Regions from separate parts of the Mus musculus genome. Here regions 2 and 3 are each linked to region 1. The links are chromatin contacts, called in public promoter capture Hi-C maps. All regions are on one chromosome and are shown on one strand. The core of a region is the stretch at or near the end of the contact, and the rest is flanking DNA. Distances in the headings are between cores, read along the strand shown. Region 1 holds the start of S100a10 (S100 calcium binding protein A10 (calpactin)). Region 2 holds the start of Tdrkh (tudor and KH domain containing protein). Region 3 holds the start of Crct1 (cysteine-rich C-terminal 1).

Evidence for each region. Promoter capture Hi-C pulls out the DNA fragments that hold promoters and counts their contacts. Capture Hi-C pulls out chosen DNA fragments and counts their contacts.
Region 2: a promoter capture Hi-C map of adipose tissue shows a contact between it and region 1. The contact joins the promoter of Tdrkh here to the promoter of S100a10 in region 1. A contact is called at or near these places in 3 of 39 promoter capture datasets (cranial neural crest, maxillary cranial neural crest and pre-B cells) and 1 of 9 other capture datasets (adipose tissue).
Region 3: a promoter capture Hi-C map of embryonic stem cells shows a contact between it and region 1, with 5 read pairs. The contact joins the promoter of Crct1 here to the promoter of S100a10 in region 1. A contact is called at or near these places in 2 of 39 promoter capture datasets (cranial neural crest and embryonic stem cells) and 1 of 484 Hi-C or Micro-C datasets (cortical neurons).

Annotation. Positions count from the first base shown.
Region 1 is chr3:93,552,965-93,557,265 of GRCm38.p6, reverse strand. S100a10 (S100 calcium binding protein A10 (calpactin)) reads right to left here and starts at 2,149. Exons shown (of 3, transcript NM_009112.2): 1 at 2,055-2,149.
Region 2 is chr3:94,410,992-94,415,292 of GRCm38.p6, reverse strand. It overlaps Tdrkh (tudor and KH domain containing protein), which reads right to left and starts at 2,049. Exons shown (of 14, transcript NM_001357711.1): 1 at 1,931-2,049. It overlaps 1700040D17Rik (RIKEN cDNA 1700040D17 gene), which reads left to right and starts at 2,338. Exons shown (of 2, transcript NR_152121.1): 1 at 2,338-2,599.
Region 3 is chr3:93,013,814-93,018,114 of GRCm38.p6, reverse strand. It overlaps Crct1 (cysteine-rich C-terminal 1), which reads left to right and starts at 2,429. Exons shown (of 2, transcript NM_028798.3): 1 at 2,429-2,499; 2 at 3,265-3,910. The coding sequence starts at 3,287. The coding sequence ends at 3,595. Lce1m (late cornified envelope 1M) reads left to right here. Exons shown (of 2, transcript NM_001355725.1): 2 at 1-308. The coding sequence ends at 35.

The DNA of each region.
Region 1 (4,301 bases), core at 900-3,399:
GCATCCATTTTTCCATGAGGGGTTGTCATGAGTCAGCAACCCAACCAACAACATCAGCTACATGGACAAGTGAGAATTATTTAGTTGAAGGGTTGAAAGTTGTCTTTAAAAGTCAATCAGTCCCTCCCTGCCTCCCTCCAGGGGTGGTGGTCCTGAAGAGCTAGACCCTCACACTGCCAAGCCTGTTACTCCCTTTGCTTTTGAGGTGTGATTCCTAAGTTGTGAATCCTGAGAGCCCATCTTTCCCCAGCACTGTGAGCATTAATTTATTTCATAATTCTGAAAGAATCCTATTGTTCTCTTAGCTAGGCTTAAATGAATGGAATGTGTCCAAGGCATATCAAATACTTATGTATTTGCTGGGAGGTGGGGAGACATGACTCCATGACACACTCTCTCTCTCTCTCTCTCTCTCTCTCTCTCTCTCTCTCTCTCCTGTCAGTAGAAAGCAGGGAGGTATCCAGCCTCAGCCCCACCCAGCCCAGGGCCTGACCACATTGGGGTGACTGCTCAGAGGCTGGCCAGAGGCCAGGCATAAGAGGACAACGGCCCATTTGATGTTGTATTTAGGAAAAGCCAGGGAACAGCATCACTCAGAAATTAGGGGAACCCAAATAACTGCTCTATGCCAAGCAGACCAAAAACAAACAAACAAACAAACAAACAAACAAACAACACTACTCTTAGACTGTCAGTGACAGTGCATAGGCAATGGGAGGAGGACTAAGGTAAATGAAATTTCAGGGAGTTATATGAACTCCTCCTTCCTGCTCCAACGTCGGGCATTATCGTTTGCAATTTGCTGAAACACACCGAAGGCAAGCTCTCTGACAGAGAGTTTCTACCTAATTTGAAGTATAACATGCAAAAATCCACTCCTGGAAGCTGAAACTGAAGCTTGGGGAATGGGGGGGGCGGGGGGGAGAGAGACAGACTTGGAATGGTTCTGCCAGTCTAATTACTGCCCTTCCAGGCAGCTCAGACAAGAAACCCCTCCTGCAGGTTGGTGGCCAGTTAGTTGTGACTCATTTCCTCTTGGAAAATGCCCTGGAAGATGGCACAGTTCCTCTTTTCCTTCAGGGAGCGATCTGTTCAAACCATCCACAGAGAATCAGCAACCAGCTAGGCCACACCCAAGGTCTCACAGCTGAGTCACAGGCCACAGATCACTAGGAGAATCCAGGAACCCTTTGTGCTAGCCCCACCCTGCAGAATGTGTCTGGCTTTCCTGGGGTGGGGGGTGGGGGTAGGAAAATGAGGGAGGTGGGTCCTGTGGATTTCAGAATGTGGATCCGGGCTCTGCTGGTCTGTCACATTTCTGTTTTGCTTGCCACCCACTCAGCAATTTCTCCAGAGTCCTCCCAGGCAGGGCTAGGAAAGAGGTCAGTCATTCCTGTTGCCAAGCTCAGGCCGTGAAGCAGGTACGTCCCTCTCACTGCACCACATGAAAATTAATCCCAGACTGAAGATTCTTCACCAAGCCTGCTCTCTCGTTCCATCTCTCTCTGGTTCCCTTTATTTAATCCGAGTAGCTAGAGGAACACTTGGTAGAGAGACAGAAAGTCCTACTTTAAAGATCCTTCCGAAGCAACCTGGAATTTGCACTGAGGCTAAGGCAACAAGCAGAGCAGGGTCCTTCAGAAAGGGAATCCTCCAGCTGCCAAGCCTCCAGTCCTCCCTGGCCAAAGCGGCTCAAACAGCCTGAGCTCTGCCTGTAGCCTGAAGCTTCATGGAACTGCCAACTAGGACAGAGCGCAAGCAGGTTCTGCTAAACTCCAGTTAACTCTAAGACTAGTTGCAAAGTAGAAAAGATGAGAATGAAGAACCACATGCCGAAAAGGAGAACAGAACAGCGGCTCCAACGCCAGGATGGGGTAGCTCCAGACAAGACTGGCCTCCGCCCCAGCGAGTCTGGGGGCATCCGAAGCAGTGTGCGAGCTGGAGGGGTGGCCCCACCCAGGCTCGCGGGGCGCGGCTCCTCGCGAAGCCTGGCTGGAGGCCGAAGCAAGCGGGTGTGGGGTTCCCAGAGGGCAGATATTAGGTGCGGGACTCACCTGGGCCCCGAAGCGCAGCAGTCCTTGGAAGAGCTGGGCACACCACGATGAGGCTAGTGCCGAAGACCGCGCGTCTTTGTACGCGAGGCGGGTACAGAGGGCGGAGGCGCCCCGGAGCGGGAGGAGCCTGGAGGGCAGGCATCTGCCCTCCCCACCCATCCCTCCCTTCCTGCCCCCCACCCCGCCCCACCAGCGCTCTCTCTCTCTCTCTCTCTCTCTCTCTCTCTCTCTCTCTCTCTCTCTCTCTCTCTCTCTCTCTCTCCTTCTCTCTCCAAAACACAAGGCAACACACACGCACACACACACCCTTCCCACTCTGCCAACAGACTAACTTTGCCCGTCCCCAGGGACAGCCCTATTGTAAACGTCCCTGCGGAAGAATGCTCTTAGTATTTCAGGGCATTCTCATCCAGGGCCGTGCCCTTCCTCTCAGGTTTGATTTTAGAAAGTGGGTGAGTGTAGAAATAAGAATCCAGCCGTCTCGGGAGGCACAATGGCCAGAACCAGAGCCAAGAGCCTCTGCGAGAACCTGCAGGGTTAGGAATAATTTCCTAGATAAGCAGGAGGAACGCTTCTACACCTAGCTTGCTCTAGGACCTGGTCTTGGGGTCGCCTGTGTTGAGTGCAGAAGCAAGGCCCCTGGGCTTCAGCCTAGCCTTGCCACCACTGAGTGGTGAGGATCAGGGCGTGTCCTAGTGCTTGTCAGCTTCAGGAGCTTCTTTGTTACAGGGTTCACCTTTCCTGGTACAGTTTGTGATTTTGCTTGGTCGATAGTTTCAGCTGTGGCCAATATTACTAAGATCTGTTTCGGAGCCCCCTTCTTGACTCTACTTGGCTCTAAAAAGCTCTTTGGAAGAAACTTCTGGAAGATATTTAGAGACGACTGAAGTGTATCCTAACTGACAACCACACCCTTCCCTGATACTTAACATTATTTGTGGTTTGGGATTAAATGCAGTTATTGGTGACACAGCCCAGTCCCTAGCACTGGGGTTTCCCCTGTTCCCAGGGGAAGTCCTAGAAAGGATGAGAGATTCCAAAGGGATAAACAGAATTAGGGAATTCTCTATGCGCCACCACGTGACAGTCTCGGCAGAGGTCAGGAAAATCCAACTTGGATCAGCTCTGTTTTCTCCAGGGTCTCTGAAACCTCAGTTCTGGCTCTTCAAAAGCAGTTTTTCCTTCCAAATCTTCCCACAGGCCTCCCCAGGTCGTCGCAGCTGTGGAGGAAATCTCAGGGAAAATGTGATCGAATTTAGAATACTCCTACTCACTGGTTTTCTGGGGCATGAGCCTTAGAATGTTTAGTTTGTGCTAGAGCCTGTTGATTCAGAGATGGGGAATCAGTTTCTTCTTTCAAAGAGCGCCGAGGTTTCTGAAGATATTGTAAACAATTCCCTATGGTTGATGAGCAGTACAAGAATGTTGGACAGGGGCTTCTAAGGCCCCATAGTGGGGCAACAGTCTGATTCACAGAGGAAGCAACATTTGATAAGAACTCAACAATTAATCATTGTGATTCTTTAATCTGAAAATCTATTATAACCTTTTGGGCAGGTATAGAGGTATAGAGGTGTCGGAGTGCTTTTTAAAAAGTTATTGTGTGTCTGTGCATGTGCCTCCATGTACATGTGTGCCAGAGCACATACGTGGCACTGTGAGAACAGTTTTCAGGAGTCAGTTCATTGGTGTGGAATTTGGAGCTAGAACTCAGGTCATCAGGCTTACACAAGAGCACCTTTACCCTCAGAAACCCCATTGACCCAAATACCACATTCCCTTTGTGGAGGGTTTGGAAAACAGCAGCTAAAACAATAATTATTTATAAATGTATGGACCAAATAATAACTATTTTCATGTATTTTGTTCTAGTCCTATACATATGGTTATATTGATTTTTTTATATTGATTTTTTTTTAGATTGACAGTATCCTCTTTTGTTCCTTAGTATTCATTCTCTCCCCACCCCTCAATATTTTTGAGGTGCCAGGCTTAATCGGGATTGAGCCCAGGTCTTCTCACATGCTAGGTAAGTCCTCTACTACTGAGTTCTATCTCTGGCCCACTTTTGCTTTTTCTGTGTCGCTGTTTATCAAGATCACCATGATCACTCACTCGTTTCCCCCCTTTTCGTTCCTTTAGTGATTTTTTTTTTCAATCTGCTAGCAAGGCTGTAGGATTCTGGAGTCCTAGTGGGTGCCGCCCCACAAAGATGCTGAGGGCACATGATGAACAGAGCCAGCAGGA
Region 2 (4,301 bases), core at 800-3,299, 860 kb before region 1:
CACCAGTTTTAGAATATGCAAGGGAAATAACTGTTCTGAAGGTCAGTCATTAGTGTCTCTTTATAGAAGCCCATAGCACTAGTTTTTCAGTTTTGAAACTATCAGAATCATAGTTAAGAATATCTGATATTTTTCTGAATCTGCATCCAAATTTCCTAAATCCTGACTTTCACAGTGTCCCAAACTTACATTCTCAGCACATGTCAGGCTGCTTTTTAATCACATTTATTTATGTCCATGCAAGTAAGTGTCCTGGCATGAATACAGAGGTTGGAGGACATTTGGGAATCAGTTGTCTTGACAACTGTGTGTCAAGACAGAAGTGTGATGGTCAGTGGACAGTTCTGTGGAGTTGGTTCTCTCTTAGTCTCAATCGTCATTTTTGATGATTGACTTCATCAAGTTTCCCTTTGTTGCATTAACCATCTTATTGGCCCCTGTAATTCTTGATTAATGACTCTGTCTGTTATGAGAATGAACTGAAAGTAGTAGTAACAGACCAATAGATATCTAGTGCATGTATCCATAATAGAAAAACCAGAGCATGAATTGGTAGTACAAATACTGAAGACCTAGCAATTGATTTATGGTAAGGTAGAGGGCAAAGTAAAGGAGTTAGTTATAAAGTTTCTGAATGGGACACCTGGTAGATGGTATGCCAGAAAACACTGATTTTTGTGGACGGAGTATATGTCACAGGGTAAATGCCTGTGACGAGGACAGGTTTGCTGGGTGATATCCATTTGAACCAACAGGCAAATCTAACCAGATATTACAAGTAAATTTGTGCTAAGTGTGTTACTAAGGGATAATATCATAAGGGATAGGCTAGTGAACTCAAATCAGGCAAACCAACCAGGATTTTACTTAAAACACCAAAGCGGTCTGAGCCTGGTGTGACAACACATGCATATAACCCCAACAGAGAGGAGGTGGAGACAGAAAGAACTAGAGCCTAAATTCATTCATAACAAGTACAAGGCCACTGTGGGTGACATGAAATCCTGTTTGGGAGTGGTGATGGTAAGGAAGCCAGGTGTCCAATCTCCCAAATACCAGTACCTGAAAGGTGGAGGTAGAAGGATCAGCAGTTTAAGGATGGCTACAGGACAAGTTCTTGACCAGTCTGGGTTAACTACAAGAGATGTCTCAAAAACCAACCAATCAGCTGGAGAGATGGCTAAGCGGTTAAGAGCACTGACTGCTCTACCAGAGGTTCTGAGTTCAACTCCCAGCAACCACATGGTGGCTCACAACCATCTGTAATGGGATCTGACGCCCTCTTCTGGTGTGTCTGAAGACAGCAGCGATGCACTCACATATATAAAATATATAAACCTTAAAAAAACAAAAACAAAAACAAAAACCAACCAACCAACCAACAGGCAAATCTAACCAGATATTACAAGTAAATTTGAGAAAGGAAGATTGATAGACAATCAATCCAATCTAGAGCGTTCTGGTGCTGGCCTGTACTGTACTTCCACCACTTCAGAGGCAAGGGCTGGAGGATTTTGAGTTCAAAACCAGCTGACTGTCACAGGCTCCGCCACTAAAAGAAAACAAAACACCTTGCAACAAAACACCCTGCAGCTACAAACAGTCACTGGACTAAGTTGAGGAAGGTAAAAGGCAAATTAATAAAAGGTCCCTCGTTTCAAAGAGAGCCGGCTTAGGAGTGCTGAGTTGTGGTGAACGTCCTATCAATCCTGGGGGCCTAGCTCCCCGGCCCAGAGCCCCTGATCTGAGTCTGGTTATTAGCTCCCAGCACAGCTGCCCCACGCGGTGATCCGCGAGGGCCTCACTCCTAGCCCCCAAGTGTCCCACGCCTCCCGACCCTCAGTCCCGCGCTTCGGTCTTCCAATTGCCAGGGTCCCTACCGCTCTGCTTCTCCCACACCCCAAACTTCCCTCTCGCGCCCTGCCTTTACCGCTCCTCCAGAGTTGCGCGCTCTGCGCTTCGCCTCGCACCTCACCCCCGCCGCCGCCGCCCTGTCGCTCCCTCAGCGCAGCCGCCTAGCGGGTCGCTTTTCAGCAGCCGCTTGTTCCGCCCCCGCAGCGCATCCTCACCAATCAACGCTCACTTTGAAGTCTGACCAATCGCGCTCCTCCGCCGCAGCCAATCCTTCTGCGGACTGCCGTGAGCGACGTGGCTGGTGCGCGCTCAAGTCCAATTACCCGGATGAAAATCCAAGCCCGCCCACGTCCACAGCCAGTTAGAGCCCGGGGAAGCCGATGCTTTTAATGGAGCTCGCACCTGCTGAGAATTAAACAGCCAATTAGAGGCTTCTGGAGTCCTCGGTCCTCCTCTAGGAGGTTGTGCTGCTTTAAGCCGCGAGGGACTTTGGCGCTCCGAGGGTCGGGGGATTGGGTCACTCGTGGGTGTCCCGAGGCCTACGGAGTCATTCCGCGGCCAGCGGCCTTGGGGGAAGCCACCTCCTGATTGCGGCGCCACTTTATCTGTTAAGAATTTCTGCCTGGATGGACCCCCTACCCCCATCTTAGCCAGGGGACAGGAAAGCAACTATGTTAAAGGAGTGAAATGGGGGCGGGCGCTGCACACGCCACGTGGACCGAAAGTCACCGTGGCCACCACCTGGGTAAGGCAGCTATGGGAGGAGCGCGCCAGCAGGGGCCCCCTGCCTTGCCCCGGGGCCGTGGACCTGTGGAAGGGGGAGGATTTGGCAGGCAGCGGTTTGCTTGAAAAACTGAATTCCAGCCGCCGTCTGGGTCGTTCCCGAACCGTTAGGAACGGTTGGCCCTGCTACCACCTTCACTTTGAGGCGAGGGCACAGTCGCTCCGAGTCTCCAGGAGATGTTTTGTGCTGGCACATGATGAATACTCATTAAACATTTGTTGAGTGAACATAGCTAGCATTGTGTCTGACCCAGATGTCTTTGGGTCAATTTCCTATTATTATTATTATTACCACTACTACTGTTATATGTTGCTATGTTGTCCAGGCTGTTCTCAAATTTTGTTCCCTTAGGCTCTTGAGTAGCTGGGCTTGCAAACATGCTCGCCTTCTAGTCATCCAAAATATATATTTGGGTAAATAATACATGCACTTTCAAGAAGATTCACAAGTAACAAAAGGTTATTGAAGAAAATGTCCCTTCAGAGGCAACCAGTACAACCAGTTTCTTGGGAAATTTTTCATCCCACACTTAAAATACACGTAAATGTATTTTTGCACAGCTGAAAACATGCTATAGATATAATTTTATAACTTCCTTTTTATATATGTTAGTGTTTCAAAGCAACTACCTTTCTGACTCTTAGTTAAATCTCAAGATATGACAGGGATATAGAAGATGTATTTAACCAGAACTTTTAACATGTTTACTTTTAAGCATACTTCACTTTGCACTTTAATTTTTTTTTTTTTTTACTTATAAGACACAGTATCTCTATATAGTCGTGGATGGCTTGGAACTCTTTGGGTGGACCAGTTTTGTTTTGTTGTTTTGAGACAGGGTCTCTCTTTGTAGATGAGGCTGGAATCAAACTTAGAGATGCACCTGGGCATGTATCACCATGCTCAGATTAATTTTGCTTTTAAATGACTATCCCCATGGTAACTACTTAACGAATACAAACATTAGCTCAAAGAATTGTGCCTTGTTATTTCATTTGAATGTACACAGCTTTGCAAAGATTTTCCCACAAACATTTTTTCCAGTTTTTATTCAGTTAACAATATTTGAAAAGGCTTTGATTTAGTATTGCCAGATTGCCTTCCACAGAAGTTTAAAAAGTTTTGCACCTACCAGGCATGCATGAAAAGGACCTGTATGATAGCATACTGACACCATATGTTGTCACACAGCCTGATTTTTTTTTTTTGGACAACCCAATAATAGAAATTAACATGTTATTGCAACTTTGATTTTCATTTCATTTATTGTAAGTAAGGCTGCATGTAATGTGTTTAAGTTGTACTTTATGCAAGTTGTTTACATGCTTTGTTAATATTTTACTACTTACTAAATCCTAATAGTTATTCATTGTACATATGTTAGAAGTAAGCACTTCCCTCTCTTTCAAGTTTACTCTGTTTTCCATTTTTATTTAAATCTTATTTTTATGAGTATTTTGCCCGCATGCATATATGTGCACCATGTGTGTGCCTGGTGCCTACAGAGGCTTGGATCCACTGGAACTGGAGTGACAAGTGGTTGTGAGCTGTCATGTGAGTGCTGGGAACTGAACCAGAGTCCTCTAGAGAATAGTAGCCAGTGTCTTAACTGGTAAGCAATCTTTCCAGCCTCTATTCTATGTAATTTCAAACTTTGTTTATG
Region 3 (4,301 bases), core at 1,180-3,679, 540 kb after region 1:
GGGGCTCTAGCTGCTGCTCTGGAGGTTGCTGCTGACCTGGCCACGAAGAACATGGAAAGCAGCATTGACTGAAGACCTGCAAGCCTAGGGTCTCCTCTTCTCTGGTTTTCCCGCAGAAGTACTTAGAACTCTCTGTACGTCCTCTTCATCTCCCTAAAGCTCATCTACCACGAGGTCTTCAGGTCCCAGCTCTGAGATGCATTGGCTTTGCTTTTTTTCTCTGACACAACTAATTGAGAATGAGATATTGAAAAATTAGCTTTGAAAAATCTTTTTCTGGGCAATAATAAAGCTTTTGATTCCTGACACCATGGCCTCCCAATGTACTTTTGTTTCCCTCTTCCAATTCCCTCCCTCCACACCAAGTCATAGTCCCTTTCGTTATCTAAATCACACATTTTGACACTGAATCCACTTAAAACTTAGTACTCTGAGGCCTGTGCCCCTTATACCAACTTGCACAGGGGGGACAAGGCATAGGTTAGGACAAGCAGTACCCAGAAAAGCTCCATGATGGGACGGTGACACTCAAAAGGGACCCATGATTTGAAAAAGTTTATCTCTTAATCATGGAGAAAAAGATTATCTGGAGTGCACATTGTGGGCTCTCATGAGTAGACACACTGTTGTCTGATTATCGCCAGCTGGCCAGGCAGGGAAGCTGAGTGCAGAGCATTTCTAGAGAAGTAAGCTGAGGAGACAGCTGTGAAATGTTGGGAGTCCACTATTCTTGGAACCTTAGAATTTTAGGTTTGGGTTTGAATAGAGAATAAAGAAACCATCTCAGCCAAAAATTACCCCCGCCTGGTGGTAGTGGTGGTGGTGCATGTGTGCATGCCTGTGTATGTGTGTGTGTGTGTGTGTGTGTGTGTGTGTGTGTGTGTGTGTGTGTGATGGAGTCAAGGGTACTTAAGTCACTGAGTTTGGATGTTCATGTAATATTCCTTTAGGGTTGGGATGGCTTCCTCAGGAGATACTAAAAATATTTATGATAGAATAGATAACTGCAAGTCTGCCTTTCTATACAAGATAAGCAGTTAGCTCCTCGGTTGATAAGAGTTAACAGTGATGCATAAAGTTGGGGTAAGGAGTCCATACAGTGAGTATCTACTTGATCTCTCCATAATGATTCCTATCACCCTGGTTTTCTTCACCTTTTGCATAATTTTCCAGAGGAGAACCCACATCTAACTTAGTACTTCATTACTTCCTTCTCTTTTCTAACATTGATCTCTCTTCTTGGAATGTCTTACCTCTTCTTGCCAGGTGCTCTGGTTCAGTAAGCAACCTGTTAATCAGGCTCTAAAGCCATGGTAAATGAAATGGGTATCTTCTATGACTTGTCTTTCCTTGTCTGTTTCCTCATGCCACACCCAGCAATGCACCCCAAAACCTATCTCACTCTTAATCCCTGAATTCTTAATCTTAGATTCTCTTATGTCTCATACTCATGGTTGGTGTGACCAGGTAGTTCCAATGATTGAATCAGAGGCAGTTGACCTCCAAAGTTTCCTCCAGTTTTATAAATCAGCTAATCGAAACGCAACAATTACTATGGGAACTTTCAGGCCGTTCCCCCTTTTATTTTCCTCCTTTTTCTTCTTTGCTCTTTTATTTTATCCTTTTCATTTTGTTTTGTTTTATTTTGTCTTTTTCCTATTTGTCAGTAGTTCTAGGGACAATCTATCCTTAAGGAGATGATATCAGAAACAGGAGCTCCATAGGCTAACCAGCTTACTATTTTCCAATAGGCCTATACTCCTCAACCATTTTTGTCTGCGATCCATCAGGGTTACATAATGGGAATATGGTCAAGTGACTTCTTTTGGTCTTATTGGTCCCTTAACCTTGCCTGGGCTATTCTTCCTGTTAATGGTGACAGGAAGAAACCACCGTTGTGATTTCCATCCCCACCATCATCTTCCTTCAGTGCTCTCTAGAAGCATCTGGATAAAAGCCAGAGGGTTCATCACATAGCCTGCAGCCTGCTATGAAAGACAAGAACCAAGGGCCATAGAGATGCAAATAAGACAATAAATGATAAGGAGATAGCTATACATGAATAAGTGTGAGAAAGTAGAACAGTGCAGGTGTTCTCCTCCCCTCCTGCTGTGTGTGTGTATACAGTGTTTAAGAGAGAACCCCGGACCTCTCCTCATTTGACCCCCCCCCCCCAGGCCTTCTCTAAGCACATACAGCCCTCCCAGCTATGAACAGTATCCGGTTTGAAAAGTAAACACACCACAGCAATCCTGGCACCTCTGTGAAGTGACTTGGTTGTCCACGTGCACCACCTACAGTGCTATCTGAGTGATGAATGCTTCTGGGATGTAAGTGTCAGCTGAGCATGTCTGTTGAGAAATGGGCTCCTCCCAAGGACCTGGACTTGTTGGAATCTTATAAAAGCTTCTCTGGCCATACACTGTTCAGTCTTCTGCCTAGCAGGTGTCAAGTTCCAGTTGGAGAACTGAGTGAGTCTTCCTGTGGAGCCAAGGTCTAGTAAGTATCTAAGCGGGGTGTCTGGGGGAGGAAGCTGGGGAGAATGGAAGACAGAAAGGAGGAAGTAGGATGCAGCCAGAATGTAGCTGTTGGAATCTGGCTTCCAGTGAGCCAGCCTTTTGTGTTGCCTATGAAGATGCAAAGGCTTGGCATGGCGCTGACCTTTGAAAGGTTTTCCAGACTGTAAAGAGCTTTGAGTAACCCGGGTCTTTAGGTTCCCTGGTTAAGTTATTCCTATTCTCTGCCTTTTCCTTATAATGTGAAGGACAGGCAAGAAAGAAGGTGCAGAGCACGCTTTTGTGTTTTCGAATTCTCTATACCCAAGACAGAGGGACACAGGTAATACTTGTGTGTTTTCTGACCGATGTGATGCTTATACGATATTAACTGAGATTACCACTTGAAAGAGCTGCGTGGTCAAAGTACAGTTAGGAAAAGGCTGAAGCCAAGAGATTTTTGATTGAGTCATATAGATAAATTGCAGCCGTATGCTCTTTATTTTCCATCATGGAGCTCTTGGATGGTCCTAATGTCAGTCAGGGAGACTGCACTGATCCTTTTCAAATTCTGTTTCCTGCTTTGTGCCTCCACCACTGGAAGCTCCTGTTTGAGTTTGTTTCTTTGTTTCCCTTCTTTTTCTTTCTTTCTTTTATTCCTCTTGTCCCAAAGCCAGACAGACTTTTCTCTAAGGCAAATACTTAAAGTTCTGTGTTCCACTATAGGGAAGAAAAGGCGGGGTTTTAAAAAAGATTGTCTTTCTTTCAGATTCATCTTGACAAACGCCGAGATGTCTCAACAGGGCGCCAAAGGCTTTTCCAAAGGGTCTTCCCAGAGTTCCGCCCCCTGCCCCGCCCCGACTCCTGCCCCCGCGTCCTCCTCCTCCTCTTGCTGTGGCGGAGGCTGCTGCAGGGGCTGCGGGGGCGGCTGCGGTGGTGACTCTGGCTGCTGCGGCTCCAGTTCCACCGGCTGCTGCTGCTTTCCCAGGAGACGCCGCCGACAGCGCTCTGGCGGCTGCGGCTGCTGCTGCGGAGGAAGCCAAAGGTCTCAACGCTCCTGCAACAATCAGAGTTCAGGCTGCTGCTCCGGTGGCTGCTGAAAGCCTACAGAGCTTCTCCGGAACAGCTGGCATCGCACAGCGTCTTTGCTGCTCTCACCCAGTCCTCCATAGTAGTAACAGGAAGGACCGGCCTAGGAGTTTGGTTTCCCTTAAGCTAACTGCACTTTGATGTTCAGAAACTTCACCCTGTTCTTAGACCTGTCCTCTAACGTTGATTTTCCTCCCAGGGGATACAAGTCAGGGGTGGGACTTCAGATCACGCTATGGGCAGGAGGTTGTGCACAGCAGTGTTCAAAACAGGCCTCCTGATTTGATTGTCGCCTGGAGACATAATAATAAAGCTTCTACCTCCTATGAACGCTTCTTTTCCTATTTATTCCTCCATCCGTGCCTTCAGTTTTCTTATTTTATACTACCTACCCCTCAAAGGCTCATGCCTGAAGGAGAACAAACACATTAACTCTCTGCGAGTTCTCAGGATTTGGGGTAGGCAGTCTCATCTACTTTGTGTAATGACTCACTGTGGTGGCTGCTGCTGCGTCCATTTTACAGAAGGGAAACTAACGTTAAGCTCAGAGTCACTTCTATGCCTGCAAGATGGAGATGACTGCAAGATTCCGGAGATCATTTTGTTAATTGGTGTGCTTAGCTTGGTCTACTCGAAGTGATTTGGAAACTCGGAGTTCCTCCTAGAGCAAGCCTTGCCCAGTCCCCAGGCCCAGACAACCGAGGGAGTCTGGTTTGA